Linked DNA regions of Sus scrofa: region 2 is linked to region 1. A link is a contact called in public HiChIP or PLAC-seq data. All regions are on one chromosome and are shown on one strand. Each heading gives the region's core, a stretch centred on a gene start, on an enhancer-like site or on the middle of the called end of the contact. The rest is flanking DNA. Distances are from core to core; before and after follow the strand shown. Region 1 has its middle 13 kb from the start of CNR2. Region 2 overlaps STPG1 (O(6)-methylguanine-induced apoptosis 2).

Evidence for each region. HiChIP or PLAC-seq counts read pairs in DNA pulled down with a chosen protein or histone mark.
Region 2: a contact with region 1 is called in an H3K27ac HiChIP or PLAC-seq map of alveolar macrophages. The contact joins two enhancer-like sites. A contact is called at or near these places in 1 of 47 Hi-C or Micro-C datasets (embryonic fibroblasts) and 1 of 2 datasets of contacts at active chromatin or transcription factors (alveolar macrophages).

Annotation. Positions count from the first base shown.
Region 1 is chr6:81,702,181-81,709,401 of Sscrofa11.1, reverse strand. No RefSeq gene overlaps it. Among named protein-coding and RNA genes, the nearest start is that of CNR2, 13 kb to the right of the region's middle. Within about 2 kb of position 3,156, at least 8 of the 83 cell types and tissues checked have an H3K27ac peak or open chromatin away from gene starts, as enhancers often do. A contact at or near this core is called in alveolar macrophages, where this site is marked.
Region 2 is chr6:82,071,727-82,078,947 of Sscrofa11.1, reverse strand. STPG1 (O(6)-methylguanine-induced apoptosis 2) reads left to right here. Exons shown (of 8, transcript XM_021095547.1): 4 at 3,116-3,286. Among named protein-coding and RNA genes, the nearest start is that of STPG1, 36 kb to the left of the region's middle. Within about 2 kb of position 2,462, at least 5 of the 83 cell types and tissues checked have an H3K27ac peak or open chromatin away from gene starts, as enhancers often do. A contact at or near this core is called in alveolar macrophages, where this site is marked.

The sequences.
Region 1 (7,221 bases), core at 1,907-4,406:
CGCAACCTCATGGTTCCTAGTCGGATTCGTTAACCACTGCGCCACGATGGGAACTCCCTCCATTCTTTTTTAAAGACTGAATAATATTCCACTGGTAAGGATATACCACATTTTGTTTATCCATTTATCTGTTGATGGACATTTGGATCCTTTCCACCTTTTGGCCACTGTGGATAATGCCGCTTTTTTTTTTTTTTTTTTTTTTTCTTTTTAGGGTTGCACTCTTAACATATGGAAGTTCCCAGGCTATGGGTTAAATCGGAGCTGTAGCTGCTGGCCTACACCATGGTCACAGCAATGCCAGATCTGAGCTGAGTCTGCAACCTACACCATAGCACATGGCAACACTGGATCCTTAACCCACTGAGCAAGGCCAGGGATCAAATCCTCGTCCTTATGGACACAAGTCAAACTCATTACCACTGAGCCACAATGGGAACTCCAAATTATACTGCTATTGAAATGGGACAGGACGTCATCAGCGTGACTTTTGGCCGTAGAAAAACTTAAGCCAAAGAATAAATTTAATCAGAGAAGTGAGAAAATGCTGAAGCAAAAGAAAGCAGTCCCATAAGACCAAATAATAATCATATGGTCATTAAGCAAAGTCAAGGACTTTTAGTTCCTCTTCAAGGGCCACGAATACCATTCTGAGCTGTATCCTTTGATCTGTCTTATGGATACTGAAACCCCTACCAGCTGGAAGATGGCCAGAATGTAGGCATGACATAAGCTCCTCAATTCCAAGAAATGGCCTCAAAGAAATGAGAACAAACCAACCCTAGAGCTGAAGATTAACTGTACTTAAAACAATCAAGACTGGAGCTCCTACTGTGGCACAGTGATGCAGCAGCTTGGTCTCTGCAGAGGTGTGGGTTTGATCCCTGGCTGGCGCAGTGGGTTAAAGGATCTGGCATAGGTTGTCGCCATGGCTCAGATTTAGTCTCTGGCCTGGGAACTTTCATATGCTGTGGGTGTGGCCATAAAAATTAAAGATTTTTTAAAAACAAAATAAACACAATAAAGATGACACCGATCAGACTACTACAAGGTGACTGCCAGAGCTGACTCTGTTGTTTCTATACGTAGCCCCCTCCTTCCGTCTATACATCCCTAAAACTCCCCTTTAAAAACGATTGCCCCCTAGGAGTTCCTAGCGTGGCTCAGCAGAAACAAATCTGACTAGTATCCGTGAGGACACAGGTTCAATCCCTGGCTTCGCTCAGTGGGTTAAGGATCCAGCGTTGCCACAAACTGCAGTGTAAGTCACAGATGTGGCTTAGATCTAGTGTTGCTGTGGCTGTGGTGTAGGCCCGCAGCTGTAGGCCCAACTGGACCCCTAGCCTGGGAATTTCCATATGTCACAGGTGTGGCTATAAAAAGAAAAATAAATACATACATAAATGAAAAATAGCTCAGGCGAATGTGAAATATTATTGGTTATAATTTAAGAGTTAAGTTAATGATTGGCAGATGTCTCAGATGAATGTTCCTAAGTAGAAGAAGGAGGTCTTTTCAGCTGCATTTAGCGCCTGTCAAATGAATCCTATTTTGGTTGAATGTTGACTTGGGGAAGTTTGCTGCTCCCTGTGTGGAAAAGGAATGGCAAACCCACTAATATAACCATGTTGAAGAATTTCCCTTCTTGCTACGCTAGAAACTACCGAGGTTCTCCAGACTTCTACCAGAAGAACCACAACTTGGGAGTTCGCATAGTATCTCAGTGGTTAACAAACCCAACTAGCATCCATGAGGACGAGGGTTCGATCCCTGGCCTCGCTCAATGGGTTAAGGATCCAGCATTGCCATGAGCTGTGGTGTAGGTCACAGACATGGCTAGGTTCTAGAGTTGCTATGACTGTAGTGTAAGCCAGCAGCTGTAGCTCCAATTCAATCCCTCACCTGGGAACCTCATGTGCCATGGATGCAGCCTTCAAAAGACAAAAAACAAAACCTGAGTTTTAGGGAAGCTTCTGAATCAAATTTCATGGGCATCTGTCTCATAATGTCAAATCTTGCTCAAGCTTCCCTAGAGTTTCCTGATCAGGTCACACACAAGAGAATTTTGTCAAAACAAGTTTCCACAGGACCTCTTGGCCTGAGAGAGTTCTGCTTTTATTTATTTATTTATTTATTTATTTATATTTTGTTTTATTTTATTTTATTTGCTTTTTAGGGCCACACCTGTGGCATGTGGAAGTTCCCAGGCTAGGGATCAAAGCAGAGCTGCCTCTGCCAGCCTACACCACAGCCACAGCAACACCAGGATCTGAGCCTCGACTACAACCTACACCACAGCTCAGGGCAACGCCAGATCCTTAACCCACTGAGCAAGGCCAGGGATGGAACTCGCATCCTCATGTATACTAGTCAGGTTCATAACCTGCTGAGCAACACAGGGAACTCCAAGAGAATTCTGCTTTTAAATAACTTCACCCCCACCTCCTCCCCTGTCAGATTCTCCTACTTGAATGGAAGGCTTCCTTCCTACCCTGAGGGATGTGTGTGGGGGTGGGTGGGTGGGGGGCTCTGCTGGAGCCATAAAGTCTCTCTCAGCTTCTCTTTTCCCCCTTTTTTTTTGAAACCACATCTGCAAACTCTCAGAAAGAAAATGCTAGGTTGAGTTTCAACCCCCAGGCTGGAAGGCATGATTTAGAAGTGTTTCAGGAACACTGACATTTATTGTAAAGGGTTTTTGAAAGGTGTTCTCATTTTCATCACACTTTAATGAGCAGAAATAATTGCCTGAGTGCTTCGGCTTAAATGAGGAATCCACTCCATCTACTTTTTTTTTTCCTGAGCTCTAATTCAGTCCTTGGAGCTGGTTTGGATGCTCTGTGGGTGCAGAGATGAAGATGACATGAGTCTTGCCTTTAAGAAGTTTTGACAGTGAGAGTCAGAATTGGGGCAACCGTGTACACTGCAGTGCAGAACAGGCCAGGTGCTCCGAGGGAGCTACAAATAGCTAGAAAAAGGTTTCTCCACCTTTACCCACAGCATGGCTTTCATTTACAGAAGCCCTTTCGCTTCCTTTCACAAGCTCTCCTTGAGTTTCGCACCCCCCACCTCCAAATGGGGCAGCACAAGCTCCAGAGCCTGACAGCCTGGTTTTGAATCCCAGCTCCACCACTCAGACATTGCACAACCCTGGGCAAGTTACTGAAAGTCTCTGGGTCAGTTTCGTCATTGGTAGAACAGAGATGATGATGTCTAGCTCACTGGGTAGTTGTGAGGATTGAGGGAAGTGTGGGTTTAAAGGGCTCAGAGCCCAGGAAGTGCTGAGCATTTAATTACATTCGCAGTGACAGCACTTCCATTTCATAAATGAGGAGCCTGAGGTTTAGCTGACTTGGGCAAGTTGGCTTAGCCCAGAATCATCCAGATTGCATCCAAGATTTCTGACTCCACGTTCAATGCTCCATCGGTGGTTCAGCAACCTGAACACTATGGGAATTCAGAACCTGACCCAGGGTTTGGGAAAAGGGGTCCAGGTGGGGGTAGTGGAAATCCAGGGAGGTTACCTAAGACAGCATGCAATGGAGATTGTCCTTGAGCTCCCATATAGGAAAACTTTCATCTAAAGATGAATTCGTGGGAGTTCCTGTTGTGGCTCAGCAGGTTACAAACTCAACTAGTATCCATGAGGATGCAGGTTTGATCTCTGGCCTCACTAAGTGGGTTAAGGATTTGGCACTGCCATGAGCTGTGGTGTAGGTCACAGACTCAGCTCAGATCCCACGTTGCTGTGGTTGTGGCGTAGGCCACCAGCCACAGCTCTGATTCGACCCCTAGCCTGCCATATGGAACTTCTGTATGCCACAGGTGTGGCCCTAAAAAGAAAAAAAATAAATTAGTTGAAATTAATTTGGAAAGATACCTGCACCCCAATGTTCATTGGAGCACTATTTACAATAGCTGAGACATGGAAACAACCTAAAAAAGTCCATCAACAGATGAATGGATAAAGATGTGTGTCACAGTGGGTCAAGGATCTGGCATTGTCACTGCAGTAGGTCCCTGCCATGGTGCAGGTTTGATCCCTGGCCTGAGCAGAGCCCAAAAACAAAAAAATGGAAGATTCGTGTATATATATAATGGCATACTACTCAGCTATAAAAAGAAGGAAATAATACCATTTGCAACAATATGAATGGACCTAGAGATTATCATACTAACTGAAATAAGCCAGATAGAGAAAAACAAATATCACATGATATCACATATGTGGGATCTTAAAAAAAAAGAGAGATACAAATAAACTTATTTACAAAACATAAACAGACCCACAGACAAACAAACAGAAAACAAACTTATGGTTACCAAAGGGGAAAGGGGTGTGAGAGGGATAAAGAGGATGAGATTAACAGATACACACTATTATATATAAAATAACCAACAAAGACCTACTGCACAGCACAGAGAACTATACTCAATATTTTGTAACAGCATATAAGGGAAAAGAATCTGAAAAAGAATATATATATATATATATATATGTCGTATGTATATATGCTATACATATACACACACACACATATATATATGAGAGTATGAGAATCTCTAATTGCATGCATGTTGCTGCGAATGGCATGATTTCATTTTTTGTGGCTGAGTAGTATTCCACTGATATATGTACCACATCTTCTTTATCCATTCCTCTGTTATGTTGCCTCCATGTCTTGGCTATTGTAAATAATGAGGTTTTCTTCCCAGTGGTCTCAGGCAGTGTCTCCCTCATTCCTTTCCCCAGCCACTGGCCTCCCCTGGGGGAATGGAGGGCAAGGAGGTTCACCAAGATACAGATTGGATCGAAGGGCCCTAGCGGTGACCAAGCTATGTTGAAGCTGAGAGTGTAGCCTGGTGTGAGGAATGGGCACAGGCTCTGGAATGGGAAGTTCTGGGTTCAGATCACTGCTTCTCTATTCATTTGTGTGCCTTGAGCACCATTCTTAGCATTAGTTTTCTCACTTGTGACAAGCATGGGCTTCAAAGCATTGCTATGAAGATTAGATGAAGTGATCTACATAAAGCACCTGGCTTAGTGCTTAGCACTTACTAAGCTCGTTTGGTGAGTGAACAAATGAGGGCCTGAGTGAGTGAATGCATGAATGTTCTAACAGGGAAGGGAGGGCACAAATGCAAATCTGGCAGGCTAATTCCTGGGACCGCTGGGAAGAAACCCCAAGTCCTGGGTCAGCCATGGAACTTGCATTTGCAAACCTGGCTGCACAGCAAGTTCAGATTGATGCCCTTATTGATTCTCCTATTCATACCTGCCAAATAGGGTTTATTTCAGTGCCAATTCCAGTCAACAGTGGCAGCCTGGTATGTTGCACTTTGGAGGGTGTGTGCGGTGTCTGGGCTCAGCAGGAATAAGAGCCTCCAAGGACTAGTCATGTCTACCATGGGTATTAACTAGAAGTATCAGCACTCAGTCCTTGCATCCACCCTCCCAATGTTATAAAGTTACATCTCTTTTCATATGAGGGGACACTAGGATACAGGCTCCACAAGGGCATGGACTTTGTTTTGTTCATTGCTGTAACCCCAGCACCTAGAACAGGGCCCCATGGGTATTAGGATCTCAATAAACATTCATTGAATAAATAAGGCAGTTATGACATAGAGCTTCAATGGATTGACTCCAAGAGTGTCACAGTCCTGGGTTTGAATTGCCCCTTGCTGGCTGGATAACATTGGGCAAGTCACTTTCTATAACCTCTCTGAGGTTCAGCTACTTCATTCATTCATTTGTTCATTCAACAAATATGAGCTGAACACTTAGTATATATCAAACACTGTTCTAGGCACAAGGGATGCAGACGTGACCAAAATATACATAGATCCCTGATGCTGTGGAGTTTCTATTTTAGGGACGGGAGACAGACAATGAACCAAATGAGTGAAATCTGTAGTGGGTGTCAGATGATGATAAGTGCTTTGAAGAAACATCAGTTGAAGCAAGGGGACAGGAAAATCTGGGCTAAAGAAGGAGACTTGCCTCCTGACCTGTAGGACCCTGTGAAGATGCGAGTCCAGGGCACAGAGGATGCTGGACCTGGTCTCAGCCAAAAACCCTTGGCGCTCCTTCCACCTCCTTCCTAGGAAAAGTTCTGTTGTATTTCCATATGTCATATAATATGGCTAGACGATCCTTACTGCTAAGTGTTGTGAGATTTTCTCACAGATGAGAAAGTTATTTGTGGAAACGTTTAGTTCTACCTAGAGATTATCACACTGAGTGAAGTAAGTCAGACCGAGAAAGACAAATATCAGATGATATCACTCAGATGTGGAATTTAATTAAAAAGGATACAAAGGAACTTATTTGTAAAACAGAAGCAAACTCACAGATTTCACAACCAATCTTAGGGTTACCATAGGGGAAGCAGTTGGAGGGAGAGAGGGAGGAATTAAGAGGATGGGAATAAGGTATATACACGACTGTATAAAATAGATAATTAACCGGAACCTACTGTAGAGCACAGGGAACCCTGCTCAATCATTTGCAATAAACTATATGGGGGAAGAAAGAATGGATATATGTACATGTATAACTGATTCACTTTGCTGTATACCTGAAGCTAGTACAACGTCGTAAGTCAATTATACGCCGATAAAATTAAAAACAAACAAAAAGGCGTATAACCTCCAAGGTTTTTCTGCTAATCACACGTTGTCTCTATTCACTTTGATTCCCAATTCAACTTTAAAAAATGTGTATGTAGTAGTGATATTTAACAGACAAAAAAGTCAAAATCAACTCGTCCTAAATGTAAGGATCCTCAAAAAGATTGGCCTGCCCCTGTATAAACTCTGTGAATTCTAAGAACAAAACTTTGGCTGGTGTTCAGCTTCACTGCTTCGCTTTCACTCAGAGGGAAACATTCTTTGAGTAGGTTTACAGTAAGAATAAAAAAATAAATTTTTTCAAAAAGTTTAGTTCAATGCCTTGTATACCGTAAGAGTTCAATACGTGGAGACTGTTACTGTTTTCCTTTCATTTATTCAATGGACTTTTACTAAGCGACCTACAGAAAATCAGAGCTGGATGGCCCACCCCATCTTCTAGTTGTGTAGGAGAAGATTCTAAGTTTCAGACTTGGTTCAAGATCACACAGCCAGGATGAGGCCGAGCCAGAACCAGAACTTGGACCCCAATCTGGCCTTGCCTCCACCCTTGTGGACCATTTCCTATGTCCTCTCATGGGTCCTGAAAGC
Region 2 (7,221 bases), core at 1,213-3,712, 370 kb before region 1:
CCATGAGGATGCAGTTTTGATCCCTGCCCTCGCTCAGTGGGTTAAGGATCTGGCATTGCCGCAAGCTGCACTGTAGGTTGCAGATGTGGCTCAGATCCCATGTTGCTATGCTGTGGTCAGGCCTGAAGATGCAGCTCCGATTCCATCCCTCGCCTGGGAACTTCTATGTGCCTCCATAAAAAGCAAACAAATGAAAAGAAAGAAAAAGAAAGAAAAAAGAAATAGAAGCGGTCCTGCTCGTGGAGTTCCCTGGCGGCCTAGTGGTTAAGGATTCGGTCTTATCACTTCTGTGGCACGGGCTTGATCCCTGGCCTGAGAATGTCCATGGCCAGGAAAAAAAAAAAAAAAACAAAAAAACGCAGTCCTTGTCAGAGAAAGGTCTGCCTTATTGACACTGGTATGGTAGAAGGAGTGTGATGCTGGGGTGAGGCCGACCAAAACCCTCTGTGGGTCAATACGTTTTAGAAACTTCCTGATGACTCTTGGAACAATTGCACTCAATCTTTTGAGAGGACCTGTCATCAAAGTCCACATAATCTACTGTATTCCAAAGCTTTGCTCCAGAATTATTCACAGGGCCGACTAGGAAGTCAAACGAGGCAGGCTGGGGAGACTTCCACAGCCTTTCTGTATTTGCCCAGGGGCAGCAGTGACTTTGGAAGAACTGGTATGTGCTGGAGGGGGGCTCATAAGTGCCAGCATGAGGCCAGATTGGGGACCGTAGGCCTGACAATGAAAAGAAAATCAAGGGAGGGTTGGGGAGCAAGTGTCACTTGAGCTGTGCTCGGGCGCTAACTCCATTATGACATTTTATGAAACTTTGCTTCGAACAGGCATCTTTCGGAACAACCGTTCCCAAAGGGTATGTTGGTAGATATTCTAAGCCAAAAAGATCCTATGATGGAGGAAGGTTGAAAAGGGCTGTTTAAACCAAGTTAGGTCTCTTTACTGTGGCTCTTCTCAGAGCATTTACTACCCCCATGAGTGCTAGGAATCTCTGAAATGGGATCATGTCGTGAGACTTCTCAAATTTATTTGACCCTGGAGCTCTCTCCTTACTGCTGCTATGACCAATAGGATCTTATCTTATAGAGCTGGGATGCCAAGGAACACACTTTGGGAAAGAGTGCTTTAAGAAAACACACTTGCTGGAGTTCCTGTTGTGGCTCCACAGTAACAAACCGGCCTAGTATCCATAAGGTGCAGGTTCGATCCCTGGCCTCGCCCAGTGGGTTAAGGATCCGGCGTTGCCCCAAGCTGCAGCTTAGTTCGCAGATGTGGCTCAGATCCCTTGTTGCTGTGGCTGTGGTGTAGGCCGGCCACTGCAGCTCCAATTCATCTCCTAGCCAGGGAACTTTCATATGCTGCAGGTGCAGTCCTAAAAAGACAAAAAAGAACAAAAGAAAAACATACTTGTCTATACCGCTGGGTGACCCAAGACAGACACACTGCAAAAGGTAGCACCAAGGAAGGTCTGATCTCAACACGCTTCTTCTGTGGGAGTTAAGAGGAAAGAGCAGAGGGTGCGCCTCCACCCCTGGGCACAGGAGATTTTGAGTGGTGATTCTTCCTGAATTAAAACCTCCCACAGGCATTTATCAGCTGCTCACCTCGTGGAGACAGACCGTCTGGGTGAGGATGTTGGTTCCACCACTTCACTAGCTGAGGAGGTTCAGTTTCCTCATCTGCAAAGTGGGGGTAAAATCATAACAGCGTCTACACAGGGTTGTCATGGGGATTCAGTGCAAAGCCCCCGAAAAGTATGCAGCTAACTATTGCCCCAAGCGCAAAGGCAAAGTGACTCCCAGGCTGGGGTGACCTTACTTCTGAGAACATCCATGCATCCTTCCACGTGGGAGGAGGCAGATCTGGGACTCGAACCCAGGTTAGACTCGGCACAACTAAGACTGGACAAGAACGCTCCTGCTTCTGATGGCGCATCCGCCCAGTAATCAGTGGCGCCTGAACCAGGTGGAGAGAGTTACCGCCACCAAGTACAGCGTGAGGTCAGGTGGGGCCCTGAGGCCTTCACACAGCCTCCCCCACCTTCTGTGCTTGGGGAGTCGCTGACCCCTATCCAGCAGAGGTGACCCGGGCAACGTTCTCAAGCTTTTAACCATGAAATAACAAAACAAATTTTTTGTTTTATCAGGCTTCAATACTTGCCATACTACCCCAGGGAAAGGTGATGTTATCGCCCAGTTTTTATGGCTTTTGTCCCTTTTCATTTGGCAAACATTGATTCTTTTTTTTTTTTTAACCGAAAATAGTTTATCATAGCTTCCTGGAAGGGGTAGGATTTGTTCTGTTGAAACACCAAAAATATCGTAGGGTTTTATGAAATCAGTGATTACGTGGGGGGAGAGGAGGCGTGGGTGGACAGGCGTGGTTCCTCATGGGACCTTGGACCTTGGAGGCCTTAGAAACAAATCGGTTATTTAGGAAGTTCTGATTATTTAACCTCAGAAACGAGAAGTGAGGTTTGACTCAAAGGAAAGCCAAGGTAGGAAGAAAAAAGACTACAGCCTCCCATTGTACAAATCACCCAGCAGCTGATGAGTCAAGCGGCCTGCATCAGGATTGGGTGAAAATGCATTTATGGCAAAAATTACTTTTGCCAAATCCCAAACATAAGATGAATAATTTGAGTTAGTTTACAGAAGTAAACACAGGCCTGAACTTGCATTTTCCAAGAGCAAATAAATCCTCAAAGCCCAAGGTAATTTTGTCATTGTTCCCTGCCAGAGTTTCACCTTTCATAAAGTGCTTTTAGGAGTTTCCGTTGTGGCTCAGCACAAATTAATCTGACTAATATCCATGAGGACGCAGGTTCGAGCCCTGGCCTTGCTCTGTGTGTTAAGGATCTGGTGTTGCTGTGAGCTGTGGTGTAGACTGCAAACATGGCTCGGGTCCTGTGTTGCTGTGGCTGTGGCGTAGGCCAGCGGCTATAGCTCCAATTCAACCCCTAGCCTGGGAACCTCCATGTGCTGCAGAGGCAGCCCTAAAAAGATTAAAAAAAAAAAAAAGAGTAAATGCCAGGCACCATCTCTTTGACATCTGTCCTTCAGAGCCATAAGATAAGTGGTGATGTGGATTCTTTGGCTTTTCCTCACAGCGGGCCCGGTTGGATACCATCATTTCTAAACACCCTGCAGCTAATGCATACACAATCCCATCACATTTTGTTTCGAAGAAAGACTTCAGTAATTCCTGTTCCAGCATGTTCCAGCTGCCAAGCTTCAGGAAAGTTCTCAAACTTGAAACTCCCGCACCAAACCATTACAATGTAAGAACACCGCACCTGCTTTCTAAATATATACTGAGTGAATTGTTTACTGAAATGGAAGAAGGGAAGAGGGAAGCTTAGGGAAATGGTGTTTAGTGCACCTGGTAGTTGGTTGGCCTTTGTTGACCATCCAATGGTGTCACGAGTCTGTGCAACACTCTCATAGGAACTTGCAGAACCCAGAGGGAAAACCGTGGGCAACACGGGGGAGAGCATGGAGCAGCGGGAAGACCACCGCCCCGGAAAATACTTATCGTCATGACTCCTCTCACATAACCTTTCGGGGCGACAGTTTTCTCATCTGTAACAATGAGTATATTATTTGCCACCTTGTTTGCAGACACTATTCATTTCCTTTTTAGATTCTTATAGGGAAAGTGAACTTCTATCTTTACATATCAGACAATTGGTATTTCTTTCCTTTTTTTTTTTTTTTTGACTTTTTGCCTTTTCTAGGGCTGTTCCCGTGGCATATGGAGGTTCCCAGGCTAGGGGTCGAATCAGAGCTGTAGCCGCCGGCCTACACCACAGCCACAGTCACAGCAACTCAGGATCCAAGCGGAGTCTGCGACCTACACCACAGCTCACGGCAATGCCGGATCCTTAACCCACTGAGCGAGGCCAGGGATTGAACCTGCAACCTCATGGTTCCTAGTTGGATTCATTTCCACTGCGCCACAACAGGAACTCCAGAAAATTGTTTTTTGTTTTTTTTTTTTAAACAGCTCTTTGCCAATTCCCATCACTCTGTAGTCACTGAGGCAGAAGGTATGGTTCATAGTTAAGATATGAACTCAGGTTCAATCTCCACTCTACCATTTTCAAACTGTGTGGCTTTGGGCAGGTCTCTTCACTTTTTAGGACTTGGTTGGTTAATCTGTAAAGTGGGGTTTTATGCCTACATGTCTGCATGGGATTAATGCAAATACGAAATGAGGTAGTCTTTGCTGAGTGCTCATGTAGCACAATACCTGGTGCACAAGGACGCCACAGTGCATGGAAATCAGTAGAACTGTCTTTGAGGAAGTCACGCTATCTCTTGGGTTTCAGTTGTAAGATGGAATTGATTATACTTGCCCTACAGGCTTATTACATGAAGCAAATGAGACTACAAATGTGAAAGCACTCTGAAATAACTGAGACATAAATTGACATAAGGTATTAATATTTTTATGCCATCCTTTCAAAATATTTTGGTCTTAGAATACTTAATTTAATTTAATTTTATTTTCTTATTTTACGGCCACACCTGTAGCATATGGTAGTTGCCAGGCTAGGGGTCAAATCCAAGCTGCAGCTGCCAGCCTACACCACAGCCACAGCTACGCAGGATCCGAGCTGAGCCTGTAACCTACACCACAGCTCACGGCAATGCTGGATCCTTAACCCAATGAGCAAGGCCAGGGATGCAACCTGCATCCTCATGAATACTAGTCAGGTTCTTAACCCACTGAGCCACAGTGGGAACTCCCCAGAATACTTCATTTTAAATTGCCTTTTTCTTTTACAATATTTATAAATAATATTTATTTTCCTGACTATAAAGATCTTGCCCACCTTCTATGATGGATCCAATCATTTATAATATGCTCGAAGTATATGAGTGCCTGCTAGGCCAGCATTGTCCAAAGGAAATATAATGGGAGCCACATAGGTCATTTAAGTTTTCCCAGCAGCCACATTTAAGAGTAAGAAGGAACAAGTGAAATTAGTTTGGATAATATATTCTGTTTAACCCAGTATATTCAAGATATTTCAATATCTAATCAATATAAAAATTATCGATGAGATGTTTTGCATTTTCTCCCTCATCCTAAGTCTTTAAGATCCCATGTACATTTTATACTCGCAGCACGTCTTAGTATGTACCCCCACATTTCCAGTGCTCCGTAGTTACACGTGGCCGGTGGCTACTGTGTGGAATAGTGTAGCTCTGGATAGTCTTTTCCTGGGCTGATCCGAGCCTGAAAATAATAATGATGAAGCACTTTTCATGGTCTATGTGCTGTATTAAATATGTGTTCACTTATTTAATACTTGCAAGAGCCCAGGAAGTGGATTATCTTATTCTCAATTTACAGAAAAGGAAACTGAGGCACAGAGAGGGGAAGGGACTCACTCAAAGTGACCCAGCTTGAAGGGACCATTTGCACATCAGTGAGCACAGCTGGGTCCTGAGGTCTAAAGCTGGGGAGGGATTGGAATTCCCACGTTCCGGCGCTGCTGGGCTTCCCTGCGTAAGTCTTGTGGCTGCTCTGAGCCAGACCAGCGATATACCTTAGATTCCAGTGGGGAACTCAAGATGAGAACTAGTCGACAAACGAAATAATTCCACACTGTGCTTTGAGGGGTAGCCCAAGAAAAAGAATATGCGAGGGTGGGGTGTGGGGGAGTGGGCAATACCATGTACTTTTTTTTTTTTTTTTTTTGGCCACACATGTGACATATGGAAGTTCCTGGAGCAGGGCTCAGATCTGCTCCATGGTAGCCTCCCAAGCCATTGCAGTGACAATGCCAGACCCGCTGGATCCTTAGCCTACTGTGCTACAAGAGAACTCCCAATACTATGTACTTTAGACTGGGGGGCCAGAGAAGTTCTGAGGCTGGGACCCAAGGATTGAATGAAGAAAGCCAGAGTTGGGGAAATAACATGTGCAAAGGTCCTGGGGCATCAAACAGCTTAGCTGGCGGGGAATACAAGAAGGTGGCCGAGTGGCATGAGGAGGAGGGGTGGGGACGAGGAGAGTCTGGACAGATAGGCAGGGGCTAGTGCATGCAGAGCCCTAAAGACCTTGGAAGGGAGTTCAAATTTTGTTTTCTGGGTGCTGGGAAGCCCTGGAGGAGAACAGGAGGTATTGAGTAATGTCATCTCACATACTTTTTAAAAAAGCTCCCTCCAGCTGCTGTGTGGAGAATGGACTACAGTGTGGGTTAGGAGTGGATTTTGGAAAACCAGTTAGGAGACTGATATGCTAACGGAGTCGAGGCCTGGCCCAAGAAAGTGATAATGAATGTGCAGGGCCATCGTGCCTTTGCCATTCCTGAGGGAGAGCCAGGTTCCTTGGGAGATAAACACAAGGCCAACTGCCTGCAGGTGAGCATCCTCCTGGTGGAAGCTGAAGGATGTTGTACTTAGTGCTTTGTGCTTCTGCCTCCCCAACCTGCTGCTCCTTCATTCAGCTTCCTATCTCCAAGGCCCAGCTCAGGTCCTGGTATGCAGTAAGCATGCAATAAATGTTTAGGACTTCAAGGAATGACTTTCTTTGTTAATCCAAAACTGAACATCTCTCAAGTCGGTACTCTGTCCTTCCGCCAACAGATCAGTTTTACATGTTTCTTGTTCATTAATGTTTTAATGTGGCCCTGAACAACACATGCTCATCATAAGATATATATAAGCATCATAGAAAGCCACAGACCAGAAAGTGGAAGGCCTTTATCATCCTGCTCCACAAAGCAAACCACCATCAAAATCCAGGTGAAGAGTTCCTGCTGTGGTGCAGTGGGTTAAGGTTCTGGCATTGTCTCTGTGGGGGGCCTGGGTTCGATCCCTGGTCTGGGAATTTCCATGTGCTACAGGTGCAGCTGAAAAAGAAAAAAAAAATCAAAAAACTAAAACCCCCCACAAAAACCAGGGACAAATGTGCTCACGCTCTCTTTCTCCCCTGGTCCTTCTCTCGGTTTGGGGATTAGGCTGTCCACGGTAGACGTGCATTTTCAACTTAATGATAGCTGGGTTTTTTTTTCTCCCCCCATGGCAGTACAATAAATCTGCTTCATTCCTTTTTTTTTTTTAACCTGCCAGTGGAGCTGACTATTTTCTTAGTCTAGTGGTGAAATCCTCCAGCGACACACACTCAGTGTATACAAAAACGCCCCCTTTTTCAGTTGCTTTTCTGTCTGGGTGAGGAATAAAGCTGAAGTAGTGTTTTGTC